Regions from separate parts of the Mus musculus genome. Here regions 2 and 3 are each linked to region 1. A link is a contact called in public HiChIP or PLAC-seq data. All regions are on one chromosome and are shown on one strand. Each heading gives the region's core, a stretch centred on a gene start, on an enhancer-like site or on the middle of the called end of the contact. The rest is flanking DNA. Distances are from core to core; before and after follow the strand shown. Region 1 overlaps Tmprss6 (transmembrane serine protease 6). Region 2 holds the start of Mfng (MFNG O-fucosylpeptide 3-beta-N-acetylglucosaminyltransferase). Region 3 overlaps Cacng2 (calcium channel, voltage-dependent, gamma subunit 2).

The links. HiChIP or PLAC-seq counts read pairs in DNA pulled down with a chosen protein or histone mark.
Region 2: an H3K4me3 HiChIP or PLAC-seq map of bone marrow-derived macrophages shows a contact between it and region 1, with 4 times the contacts expected there. The contact joins the promoter of Mfng here to the enhancer-like site in region 1. A contact is called at or near these places in 2 of 39 promoter capture datasets (frontonasal cranial neural crest and hippocampal neurons), 2 of 484 Hi-C or Micro-C datasets (B cells and the N1E-115 cell line), 5 of 115 datasets of contacts at active chromatin or transcription factors (bone marrow-derived macrophages, epiblast stem cells, large pre-B cells and 2 more) and 4 of 9 other capture datasets (adipose tissue, embryonic stem cells, liver and 1 more).
Region 3: an HNF4G HiChIP or PLAC-seq map of pancreatic cancer cells shows a contact between it and region 1. The contact joins two enhancer-like sites. A contact is called at or near these places in 1 of 15 datasets of contacts at CTCF or cohesin (the NIH/3T3 cell line) and 1 of 115 datasets of contacts at active chromatin or transcription factors (pancreatic cancer cells).

What each region holds. Positions count from the first base shown.
Region 1 is chr15:78,446,517-78,450,494 of GRCm38.p6, reverse strand. Tmprss6 (transmembrane serine protease 6) reads left to right here. Exons shown (of 18, transcript NM_027902.2): 11 at 3,687-3,832. Among named protein-coding and RNA genes, the nearest start is that of Kctd17, 20 kb to the right of the region's middle. Within about 2 kb of position 2,089, at least 228 of the 459 cell types and tissues checked have an H3K27ac peak or open chromatin away from gene starts, as enhancers often do. A contact at or near this core is called in B cells, the N1E-115 cell line, adipose tissue and 7 more, where this site is marked.
Region 2 is chr15:78,772,100-78,776,171 of GRCm38.p6, reverse strand. Mfng (MFNG O-fucosylpeptide 3-beta-N-acetylglucosaminyltransferase) reads left to right here and starts at 2,727. Exons shown (of 8, transcript NM_008595.2): 1 at 2,727-3,154. The coding sequence starts at 2,900. It overlaps Card10 (caspase recruitment domain family, member 10), which reads left to right. Exons shown (of 21, transcript NM_130859.2): 21 at 1-1,036.
Region 3 is chr15:78,077,307-78,081,579 of GRCm38.p6, reverse strand. The region is part of intron 1 of Cacng2 (calcium channel, voltage-dependent, gamma subunit 2); the gene reads left to right. Among named protein-coding and RNA genes, the nearest start is that of A730060N03Rik, 39 kb to the left of the region's middle. Within about 2 kb of position 2,224, at least 32 of the 459 cell types and tissues checked have an H3K27ac peak or open chromatin away from gene starts, as enhancers often do. A contact at or near this core is called in pancreatic cancer cells, where this site is marked.

The sequences.
Region 1 (3,978 bases), core at 840-3,339:
GGCCACCCACCAGTGCTTCCTTTATCTGCTAGATGAATGCATTCACCAGGTACAGCCCCTTCCTGACCCAATCACTTCCCTGAATGCCCTTCCTCCAAACGCCACTAGCCTAAGACATTGGAGAATCCAAGTGTGAATTTTGGTTTCAAGTATGAATTCCAGGGACTCACAGTTGAACGAGCCTCACAGCTTGTGGGAAGCCTGAGGCCCAGAGGCTGAGTCATTTGCTAAAAGTCCCTGTGGCTTGTGACGTCATCACTGAGCTCAGGCAGCTGGCCGGCCCCCAGGGCATGATTGCCCAGCCGTGTGTGTGTGTGTGTGTGTGTGTGTGTGTGTGTGTGTGTGTGTGTGTGTGTGTGTGTGTGAGAGAGAGAGAGAGAGAGAGAGAGAGAGAGAGAGGAAAAGAGCACTCAGTTGTACACTTAATTGTATGGTGTCTCCTCAGGAAGGCTCTCATCTCTCAGTAGAGCCATTCCCAGCCGATGGGAGATCAGGGCATCTCTGTGGCTCTCACCAGTTCCTCTGAAAGCAGCTGGGAAAGTTGCACCTCATCTCAGCCCTTCCCCTGGGATACAGGGTCCCCAGTGGAGAGTTAACTCCTTGCTCCATACAGTGAATGCCCTGGGGAGGGCAAGGCATGATGGGAAATATACAACAGAGGCCTGGGGCCTGGTCTCTGGTTATTGTGGGCTGATAAAGATAACGTCATTGCTGGGAAATTCTCTGAAGAATGTGTCCTGGAAAATCTGCTGTGTGGGTAGCAGGGGCCTGAGAGATGGAGGAAGGGAGAGGGAGACCAGGTCCTTTGGTCCAGCAATTGAGGAGTACAGGGAAAAGATGGCTGAACCCCTGTCCCCAGTGCCAGTCTAGAGACAAGGGACTCTTCTACTAGCTGGGCACCCTTGGTCCCTATCTTGTCTGTCCATTTTGTTTTCTCCTGGTTCTGCCTGCCATCCTGCTGTTCTGTTGTTCTGCTGTCCCCACAGGGTCCGCTTGCCCTTCAGTGGCCTGCAGGTGGTGGGGGTGGGGACGCGGGTCTTGTCCTTGTAAGATCTAGCTGCTGGATGCTGGGTTTCACAGAACCTCCTCACTGGGCGATACCGCAGCACTGGCTTCCCCCCTTCCAGGAACCTGCCCTCATTTCCTCTCATGTGATGTCACTCTCCTGTGACCTGCCTGACCCTTTCTGCTAACTTCCAGCCATGAGATAAGGCAGAACGACAGGCTCCAGAGGCCCCTGTAAGCCTGACTCTAAGTGGTCTTTCTGCTTCCCCAAGGCCCTGTGACTAGTGCCACTTGCAGCCACTCTGTATCAGGTCCCCCAAACCATTCTTCCAGGTTCTCTGAAATATCTGCAAGGAGGTGGGGTCAGGGGATGGCTTTCTCCTGACTATAGTTCGGCCACCACACTTACGGAGGCCTGAAGTTTGCCGAGGTCACAGAACTAACTCGTCTGGTGGCAAAGTTATATGGAGCCCGGCTCTGCAAAATGTCCTGTCCACCACAGAGCAGGCCACTGTCCCTCCCTCAGTGCTGTCTTTCTGCCCTCTGTCCTTCAGCTTGTCCATAGAAAGAGCCATGTTCACAGTGAGGCCTGACCCCTCCCACTCCTTTCTCTTATCCATGCTTCTGCCTATCCACCCAGCATCTCTCCAGCTCCTCTGTGGGAAGATGCTGATATGCCGGATTGACAGGCCTAGGAGAAAGATCCCCCTGCTAAACTCACAGGGTGGGGTGGGGTGGGGTAGCAAGGCAATCCATATGGTGCCCCGGTTCCTTCTGACTCCAGCACTTAGCTGCTGAGGTGAGAGGGCTAGGTGGACGGGAGGACCAGAGGGGCCAGAAACTCAGAGGGCCGCACCTGGGAACAGGGCTCCGAATGCCTGAATCTTACATTTGTTCTGGGATGCTCCCAGCTTCCCTGCCTGCTTCTTGGGACCCTTCCCTGGGATAGCAATGCATGATAGGTATAAGATTATCATAACCATAACACAAATTTATATATTTATAACAACGTCCTCAAGGAACAATCGGGTTCCTCTTAGCTTGAAAGGGACTGGCTTGCTCCAGGGCTCCCCCTAGTGGTGATCTCATTTGTCAAGGGCGGCTAGGCTCTGGCTCTCCCTCCCGTCTCCGGGCTTTTAACTTTCCTTGTCAGACTAACCCTTGCTCTTGCGGGTTAAGTGCCTGTGTCAGGAGTTAAATCTGATTAGTTCAGAAATGTATATTTCATCAGTTCCCTCTCAGTTTCTCACGGTAATCTGTGATCGGAAAATACTTAAGTGGAAAATTCCAGAAGTGAATCTGTTTCATTAGCTACCGCTCTCTTTAGAGCCCGATTTACAAAGAGAGATGTGTACAGGCAGAGCATAGCACAGGTAGTGTTCGCCACTGCGTGGGATTTCTGGTGTCCACGGGAGTCTAGGAATGCCTCCCATGCATAAAGGGAAAGTACTGCGATTTCTTTAAAATGCATTCTTTAAAGTAAATAACTTCTTCTTTTTTTTTTAAATCACATTTTCCAGATGCCCTGCCCACTTTCTGGGCCTGTCCTCTGAGGATAACAATCCAGGAATCCATCTTTTTTATCCACCAGGAACCCACATTTCCTTGGCTTGAAAAAGGGCGGGAGGCGGGGAAAGGGTGACGACAAGACCCAGGCTTGCCCCGCGCGCCCCCTGGTGGCGATCTTTTCTTTGACGAGCAGCTGGGCTGTTGGAACTCTGGGTGCTTGAAAAACAATTCCTTTTCAGGACCTCTTAATTTGCCTTGAAAATATGGGGCACGCCAACATCTAGTAACACAAATATCGACCCTTCAAATTATTTGCAGATTCTTTAATAACTGGCTTAATAGAGCAGGGCTGGCACCCTCACACACTCATCTGCCCTCAGTTACAGGGTTCCAGTCACCTATCTTGGAAATTCTGTTGTGTTGTTAGAAGGAGGGAAGGAGGGTCAAACAGGATTAGAGGGTCACTACAGAGGCGACTTTTAGTCTCTGGACTGCACTTTGAGAGCTACTCATGCAAGTAGATTACAGATGCCAGAGCCTAGCCAGGAACGTGAAGGTGAGGGTCAGGGGCTTGGGAAACTACGTTTCCAGAGCTTCTCCTGCCCTGAACTGAAGCGGGCAGGATTCTTGCTCCACTTTGCAGTTTCTCAATCATCTCTGTCCACGGGCTGAGTGAGCCTGCCAGGTTGCTCAGCGGGCCAACTGTGTTTTGTGTGGGGTGAGTCTACAGACAGTTGGCCAGCTGAGGTCCTCTGCCTCTGCAGACACACGGAACCTTTTTGTAGATGGAAGGCTGGCAGAAATGATTGTTTTCCTTGTGGAACAAAGAGGAAGAGTGAGACTCCTCAGAGGAGGCCCTTGACTAGCCAGATTCTCAGAGCCTATGGGTGACTGGGGCAAGAATCTGGATGGAATTTTATCCCACAGTCAATGGGGCGCCACTGCAGGTTTTTGAGCAGGAGAGTGACAGAAACAAACTCCTTTCTAGAAGATGTCTCTGGGGCTAAGCAGCCACCCAAAGGAGAAATGGAGATAGAGGGAGTGTGGGTGGGGCCCATTGTTTCTGACTGCCTGGTCCTTACCCTGGCTGTGCATAGGAACCTAGGTTGTTTCTCATTTTTTTTGGCTGGGAAACCAGTCTATGTGTCTAAGCCATCCCTGGTCACTCCTAGGCTGTGTGGCTTCCGTACCCTGCAGCCATATGCTGAGAGGATCCCCATGGTGGCCTCAGATGGTGTCACCATCAACTTCACCTCCCAGATCTCCCTCACAGGCCCGGGTGTGCAAGTGTACTACAGCTTGTACAACCAATCAGACCGTGAGTACAATTTGAGGTGTGTGTGTGTGTGTGTGTGTGTGCCCGTGCCCTGCCCCTGTGCTGTCCCCAGATGTGCACAAACATTTATGAGGCTAGGCCACAGTGAGAGTGCTATGTGTCTTCATACACATGTGTGCACATGGCAC
Region 2 (4,072 bases), core at 1,478-3,977, 330 kb before region 1:
CCATCAGATGTCTGGGCCTCCTCCATCAGATGCCTGGGCCTCCTCCATCAGATGCCTGGGCCTCCTCCATCAGATGTCTGGGCCTCCTCCATCAGATGCCTGGGCCTCCTCCATCAGATGTCTGGGCCTCCTCCATCAGATGCCTGGGCCTCCTCCATCAGATGTCTGGGCCTCCTCCATCAGATGCCTGGGCCTCCTCCAGCTGGTGCCTGGGCCTCCTCCATCAGATGCCTGGGCCTCCTCCATCAGATGTCTGGGCCTCCTCCAGCTGGTGCCTGGACATTCACCGTTTATACATGGGCTCACACCCGTGTGAGCAGAGGAGACCCTGTGTTTTCAGTGGAATCAGATCTTCCTCAGTTGGGGCCTTCCTTGTCCCCCCGTGGACTCTCCAATGTGGGACCTCGGTCCTGGGCTCTCACCGGGGTCTGTCATTGGCTCTGCACAGGCTGCATGAACCCACGCACCTGTCCCTGACCTGCTGCTCTGGTCTCCTCACTAGCTCCAATGTTCCCATGTTTCCATTTGTGTGTCTTATACGTGTATGTGTGCCCTCTCCTTACATACACACCCTGGAATAGAGTTCTCACACCGTTCAATTTTGCACATATGTCCTCATGGATCCCCAGTTTTGTCCCTCCACTTGGGCACACGAGGTCTCAGGGGTCCTCAACCTGGGTCTGTGCCCCCAGCTGTGCCCAGCACCACGGGACCTCCACAGTCCAATGGCATTGCCTGTGTGTGCTGTCATGAAGATACCACGGCTGTTCTGGTCAGCTCCTACCCTTACATCTCTGTGTGTGTCGTCCCTCATCCCGTGTAAATATCACCATCCTTGTGACACTGGCACTAAGCAATGTGTGCTCTGCCCAGCACACCTGGACATGTTCTCTCGGCTGGCTTTCTGTTCCCCGCCTGCCTCCAGGAGGCCAGGGTGGTGGTGCTGCTAGGCCATCCCAATGTTAGGCTTGTGGGTGATTCCCCGGGCCTTTTCATTCAAGCTGCACACAATGAGTCATTAAAGTTTGTCATAGAAGTTGGTGACCTTATGCTTGCTTCCATGCCTGGCCTGGGGGCCCTGTCCCCTTTGTCCCCATCCCCATCCCCAGCGGATCCCACCTTTCAAGTCCCTGCCAGTTTGTTCAGTTTGTGGGGAGGGTCATATTTCCTTGGCTCCTCCCAGAGACGCCCGCCATCTGTGCTGGAGTCACCTTACCTGCCCCAGTGCCAGGTGGGGGGCCCTCAGCCCGGCCTTCCTCATCAACAGAGTGTCCTCTGCTCAGGTCACTTGAAGCCAGGAGGCCAGGAGTGGCTTAAGGAGCCTGGCAAATTGTGGGTGTGTGGCTGTCCCCAAGAGACAGCCCCCAGAGTGAGCATGGTTACCTCCGGGGGAGCAGTCTAGAGAGACAGACTGGAAGAGGTGTCCTTGGGCTTTGAGGTTAGAATTTCACTTACAAAAATGTTCACTGTGTGTGTGTGTGTGTGTGTGTGTGTGTGTGTGCGCGCGCGCATGCAATAGCAAGAGTGCACTGTGTATATAAGGTTCAGGAGCCGTTCTCCCTTTTTGTCATGTGGGTCCTGGGAATCAAACTCAGGCAGTCAGCGTGTCAGCAAGCTGCCTTTTCTGCTGAGCCCTCTCACCTCTCACCTGCCCCGAGATCCCTTTAAGGAATTTGCTATGGTGATGCACACCTGTCAGATGTGCATGCACACAACTTGCTGTGGCAACACACACAAGGCCAGGGAACAACTTGCTGGAGGGGGCATGTCCCTGGGAATTGAACTCAGGTCCATCCACAGGCTTGGTGGCAAGCACCTTCACCTGCTGAGCCATCTTGGAGTCCCTCACCATCATTTCGTAAATGATAGAGGTATCTTGTCGACAGCCATACAGCCAGGTTGTGGCCCTAGCTGGGATCTGAACCCAGCCCCAAGCCTAGGCTTTTCCTTGGTGGCACTGTTCTGAGGAGGTGAGCTGTGAAGGGGACAGGCTGAGGCTGACACCTCATTGTCCTAGTGCTCCAGGAGCCTTTAGCAGGCTTAGATCCATTCACAGCCACCAAGCACTTTCCTGTGCTTAATTAACATAATTAACAAGTATTGATCAAGTGCCCAGTATGTACCAGGTACCGTACTGGGTTCTGGATAGTCAACAAAAGAGAATACCCCCTGCCTCAGTAGTATCATAAGTAAGACAATAAATATGTAAAATACACCATACAGCAAGAAGTTAGAAGGGTCTAGGCTTGGGGGCTGGGAAGGAGGGCTGTTTAAAATGGGCAGGAAAAGCCTCATGGCAGAAATAATGTCTGTGTAAAGATTCAAAGAAAGCAAGAATCTAGGCAGCATGCTATGGTGGGCATGGCCCTGTGATAGATGTAGGCCTGATGCATGGTGGATGATGGGAAGGGCCAGCAGGAGGGAGAATGAGCCAGGACCTGAGGCTGGCTGGACAGGATCCTGGCTATTCTAGGAGCCAGAGAAAGGACTGTGAGGCATAGGAAGGCTGGAGTGGCTTCTTCCCACCTCGTGGAGGGTTTGGTGTGGCTGCAGCAGCTGGCAGGGCCCTGTGCCTCTTCCAGTGGGTGGCTCCCAGCAGCTGCCTCTGGGGCTTCCCAGGCCTAGCCCCGCCCCTCGGGCTGAGGCAGGGGCGGGGCCAGGAGCTAAGTGGCCCGGAGGGAGGGCTGAGGAGCAGGTGGCGGGCTGGTGGCCTCTGCCGGCTGGCAGGACGGTGGTGGCTCAGTCTCTGGGTCCAGAGACCCAGCTTCCTCCTTTCCCGTTGGTGTGTGCCCCCGATGCCTGCCAGACTTTTGCCTGTACCAGGGCCCCCTCCTGACCAGCCTCCCACCCCAGACTGATTGGGGAGTCGGGGGCTGAACTGTCTGGGGGCCTGCTACCAATGCACTGCCGACTTTTTCGGGGCATGGCGGGAGCCCTCTTTACCCTCCTGTGCGTGGGGCTCCTGTCTCTACGATACCACTCAAGTTTGTCCCAGAGGATGATACAGGGCGCGCTCAGGCTGAACCAACGGAACCCAGGACCCCTGGAGCTGCAGCTAGGCGACATCTTCATCGCAGTCAAGACTACCTGGGCCTTCCATCGCTCCCGCCTGGACCTGCTACTAGACACGTGGGTCTCCAGGATCAGGCAACAGGTGACAGGCGGGGGCTGCCTTGAAGTCTGAGAGAGCACTCCTGGCTGGGGGGCTCCCAGGGGTCTTCCTGGTGGTCTGGGGAAAAGCTGACCACCAGGGAGTGGTTCCTTCTGGGGTCTCTCCACTTCTTCCGTGCCCACCCCCATCCCCACTGCCACACTCCAGGGCCTCCTTAGACTCACAGGTCTATCTCTGTTGGGTTCCATGTGGCACCTCTGTCCTAGGCTCCTCTTGGGTCCCCCTCATCTCCTAGATTCTTGACCCTAACTTGCCTGAAGATTCTGGTGGGTGTTAAGGTGAAAACCCACCAGGACCGAGTAGCTGCGCACCTCAGCTCTGGGCATGGATGGGGCTGTGTGAGGCAGGGGTGTGATGTGGATGCTGGAGAGACATGGAGGTGGGGCCTGCTTGAGGGAGGCTTCCTCTCAGTTCCTGCCCTGCTGTGCTGCCCAGGGTGTGAGGGCCCTGTCTAGCTTCTCCGTTTCCTGTGCTGTGGTTGGGATGGGAGGCAGTGGGTGAGGTCGTGTGGGCTGGAGGTCAAGGTGAGGGGAGATCTGCCAAGGCATATGGAATGTGTGTGTGTGTGTGTGTGTGTATACCTGTGCTCATACACAGGGCTAGGCATGCTAAATACAGTAATAAGAAGGCATGAGAGTAATGAGTGTGTTTCCTGAAAGCAGAGTCTCTCTCCCCATACTCAAGACCCCATCAAGCAAAGCCAGGGATGGGTGTGGGTATGGGGGGCATTGGGGACCACGTCAGGGGAGGTAGCAGAACTCATGCACTTGTGCACACACACACTATGTCCCCATGGTGGCTGCTGGCTCTGTGAGCGGAAGTGACTGAGCCTTTGGTGGGGAGGCCAAGGAGAGGAGGTAGTTTAGTGAGGGAGAGGTGGGGGTACCTGAAAAGGATGCC
Region 3 (4,273 bases), core at 975-3,474, 370 kb after region 1:
TTCCCTTTCAATGGTAATTGTTTTTAGCAATGCATTACGGAGCCTCAGGATCAGCTCAGCCACTCTCGTTCGCCTCCCTAGATGGCACAGAGCCCTGGGGACACAGAGCTAAGTACATCAAGGTCCAGTAAAACAGAAATGCATAACTGGTGCCCTAGGGAGAACAGAAAGCTTAGGACTTATCTGGGTTTGAATTCAAGCTCTCTAGGCATGGGGATTGTCTGCGAAGGACTCATCCCAGTGCCCAAAACACAGACACACAATCATTTTCTACACGCTGCTGACTGGGGTAAGTGCCAGGCACTGGGGTCCCAGACCTGAGGGTGCCCACCTCTGGTACCCAGGAGAGAGGGCATCCTGAAGGAGGAAGAGATAATCATCCCGGCACATTTAGAGAATGATCTGAGTGTGTGAGGTATGAGCCAGGGAAGAGAACAAGAGTTGGGGACAGGGAGTGACTGATGAGAGAATGGGTATATGAATGAGGCCCAGCCTCACCAATAACTCCATTATTCCCATTCTCCAGATGAAGAAATGGAGGCTTAGACAAGTTGAGCATCTTGCCAAGATCCCAAAGGATCAGGGTAGAAACTCGGCTTGTATTCAGTGTGTGCCGAGGCTCATCAGGCTGCCTGACCTTCAGCCTCACTGCCTGACCGTCAGCCTCAGGGAAGGCAGGACCATGTGGCAGGGCCAGGTCCCCTTACAGCCTTGGGACTGTTATCCTCAGGTGTCTCTTTCATGTGCTGACCACTACATAGAGCCAACTATGAATCTCTGCCTTCTACCTGGGATGCCATCGTCGGTGACATAGCATGCCTATGATCAGGCACGAGAGAGGAAGAGGGATGCCCTCCACAACATTTGTTCACGGGGATGGAGTAGTACCCTCAGGCCCTGGAAGCCCACAGTGCCTCCTCCTAAGACCTTTGAAGAAGGCTCAGTGATCAGCCCCAGTCACAGGCAAGATAGCATACCCAAGGATGGCTGATGTGTTCCCAAGCACTCTGATCAGATGGGGCAGAGCTGGGCAGCTGGTTCCACCCCTCCCCCTCTTTGGCAGAAGAATGGGTAATAGGCCTCCACCTCAAATCTGCCCTGAGAACCCGGTGTTAGCCTGAAGAAGAGATAGGAGAGCTACATCAATAAAGCCTCCAGAACCACATGGACGTCTATCCCTGGCCCGTGCCATTTCCTGGCCCTGATGGAGGACCAGAGAAGACCTGACTTCTGCCCTCTTTCAAGCATTAGGGAGGTCACTTCACAGTAACGAGGACAGCAGTATAGGAACGTATAGCTCATATGCCTGGAGCACACATCCAAGCATGAGCACACACACCCACAAGCATCAAAGGCAGCAGTCACCATGTTTCTTTATCAGAGGCTCAGCAAGCACCATGCTCTGCGCCAGGCACCCAGAGTCCATCCCATTCGATCCCCCTGATGATCCTGGGTTCAACATTGCTTTTGTGTTTCCCAGATGGGGAAACTGAAGCCAGAGAAAGCGAGTCACTTTACTCAACTTCCTAAGAAGTCGGACTTAACAGCAATTAAGAGCTTATACTGTTCCCTCAGAGGACCCAAAACCGATTCTCAGCATCCATATGGAGTGGTTCATAACCACCTATATCTCCAGCTCCAGAAGGCCCAACTGGCCCTCTTCTGGATGCTGTAGCTACCTGCCCTCTCACACGCACATTCACATGCACATTCACACACACACACACACACACACACACACACACACATACACACACACACACACACATACACACACACACACATACATACACACACACATACACACACACACACATATACACACACACACATACACACACACACATACACACACACACACACACACACACACACACACACACACACACACTGTCCTCTCTCACCTAGCCAGAGAGGGACCCAGGCTGGCAGAGAAAGGAGGCCACTGAGCTGAAAGTAGCAACATCTCTGCTCGTGTAGGGACTCAGCTCCATGTACTCAATTCCACCCAAATCACACTGGCAAGAGTTCTGAGAGCAGCATGGAGTTTCCTTGTGATTTTCCAAGACAGAAAGTGAGAATGGGCTGGAAGGAACCCAGCAGTGGGAAGCATGGCTCGGAAGTGTGACAGATGTCACTGCGTGCCGCACCTCTCTCAGATGTGCTACCCATAGAAGCCTGGTCACAGGGCACCACCAGAGATGGCCTGCAGGCCAGGGTGCGGTGGGAACTTCCTGTTTGATTTGGAAGGGACTTCACCAAGTATTTGCCAAGTAGCCACTGCGTCGTGCCAATCCCTGCCACGAGCACTGGGAATAGGAGATGACTCAGGAGATCCCTGACCCGCAGGAGCTCACAGCCTGGTGAGGGACAATGACACAGAAACACGCAACTCTGTGCAGGAAAGCTAACTGCGTCTGGGTCCAGATAGAGGTGAGGTTAACCTGGGAGGCTGAAGCCTGTGCAGCGGGGAGATCAAGAGCAGGGGCATGATGGGAGTGTCCCTGCCTGTTCCCAGAGGAGGCTGGGCATTCAGACCAAGAGGGGAGGTACCAGGCCACTGGGCCACTGTCGTCCTGCAGTTCCACTGGCAGGGAGCCGAAGTGAGTGAGTCAGGCTCCTCTGGGGGCTGCTCACTCAGGCAGTCTATGGCAAGGCGAGCTGAGCTAGGGGCCTCCTCTGGGGGACAGCTGGGGAGGTACATGGACAAACAGGGTATCCCATCTGCTCCTGAGATCTGGCAGTTGGAATCAGCTGGCATTTGAGCCCAGATCTTCCTTACACCCAAAGCAAAGCCCTTCTCAGCACACCAGCCCCTCTGTGACATGGGGGTGGTCTAGGGACCACACCCACCCAGTCCACCCTGGATGCTTTATTGAATCTGCAGTGGTAGGGAGCTCTTGCGTGGTGGCCTTAATGTTGCCCTGGAGGTCTGTGGACAGGCCCATACCTGTGCCCACTGGGACACAGTAGTATGCCTAGACCGTACTTGAGATTTCCAGGGCCCGAGCTTCATGCCATTGTTCAGAGCGGGATGAATGTGCTTCCTCTTCCAGGGAGTCAGGTATCTGCTGGTGTGAATGGGAGACTGCCAGAGCCACACTCTCTAACTCCACCAAGTTAGAACTCAGGCTGCCTGCATCAACCTGCAGGGCCCTTCTCTCCTATCCCTGCTGCTCCCTGCCCCCTCCCCCACGTGGCATTCCAATGAGAACATGCTGTGGTACATACACACACACACACACACACACACACACACACACACACACACACCACTGCAAACTCCAGGAGAACAGAAAGGGTCTTGCTTTGATCGCTATGGGCACATGGTGCTTGAGCAAGGTCCTGGAAAGGAACATAAGGAAGGAGGAAGGAAGGAGGAAGAAAGGAAGGAAGGAAGGAAGGGAGGGAGGGAGGGAGGGAGGGAGGGAGGGAGGGAGGGAGGGAGGGAGGGAGGGAGGGAGGGAGGAAGGGAGGAAGGGAGGAAGGGAGGAAGGAAGGAAAAAAAAGACCCATGTGCCAGGCAAACTGGCATCTGCATCCTAGCACAAAGCCCAGACGCCAGAGCTGCTCTGTACACTGTCTGCACAGCTTCTGACCTTGATTTTCGTCTCCTGGAAACTGGGAGCAAAAGCAGCCACTTAGTGATTATTTTACAGATGCATCTCTCCATCTCTGAGGCCCGTAGTCCACCCCGCTGTGTGTGGCATTCCCTGTCCCTTCCAGTTCACACTGTTACAATCTGCCCTGACCTACGGATTTCAGGTCCCATCTTCCTCACATAAAGTTTTACCTTTTCACCACATGCTCAAGTTTACAGGCCAATTTTTTGTTCACCCCTGAAAACGTTCAAAGTTTTGTTCATAGCAGTTTTCAGAGTGATGTCTTAAGAGATTCTCACAAATCCCTCCACAGTACTAACGTAAAACCTTGTGCCAGTGGTGCAGGTGTGGTCTGCCCAGGGACTTCCCGTGCAGGGGTGAGGCATCCAGGAAGGACCTCTGCTTCCCATGCAGGGGTGAGGCAGAGAGGAGGGAGCATTGCTTCCCATGTAGGGGTGATGCAGAGAGGAGGGAGCTCTGCTTCCCATGCAGGGGTGAGGCATCCAGGAGGGAGCTCTGCTTCCCATGCAGGGGTGAGGCATTCAGGAGGGAGCTCTGCCTCTGATGAGTCAGCAGAGTGTGTTGAGCTGAGCCATGGAATGTCCCCCATGATACTTTAATGTAGCAATTCACAGCTACATGCTTGCATATCACAAGTCTCTAGGCCTGTC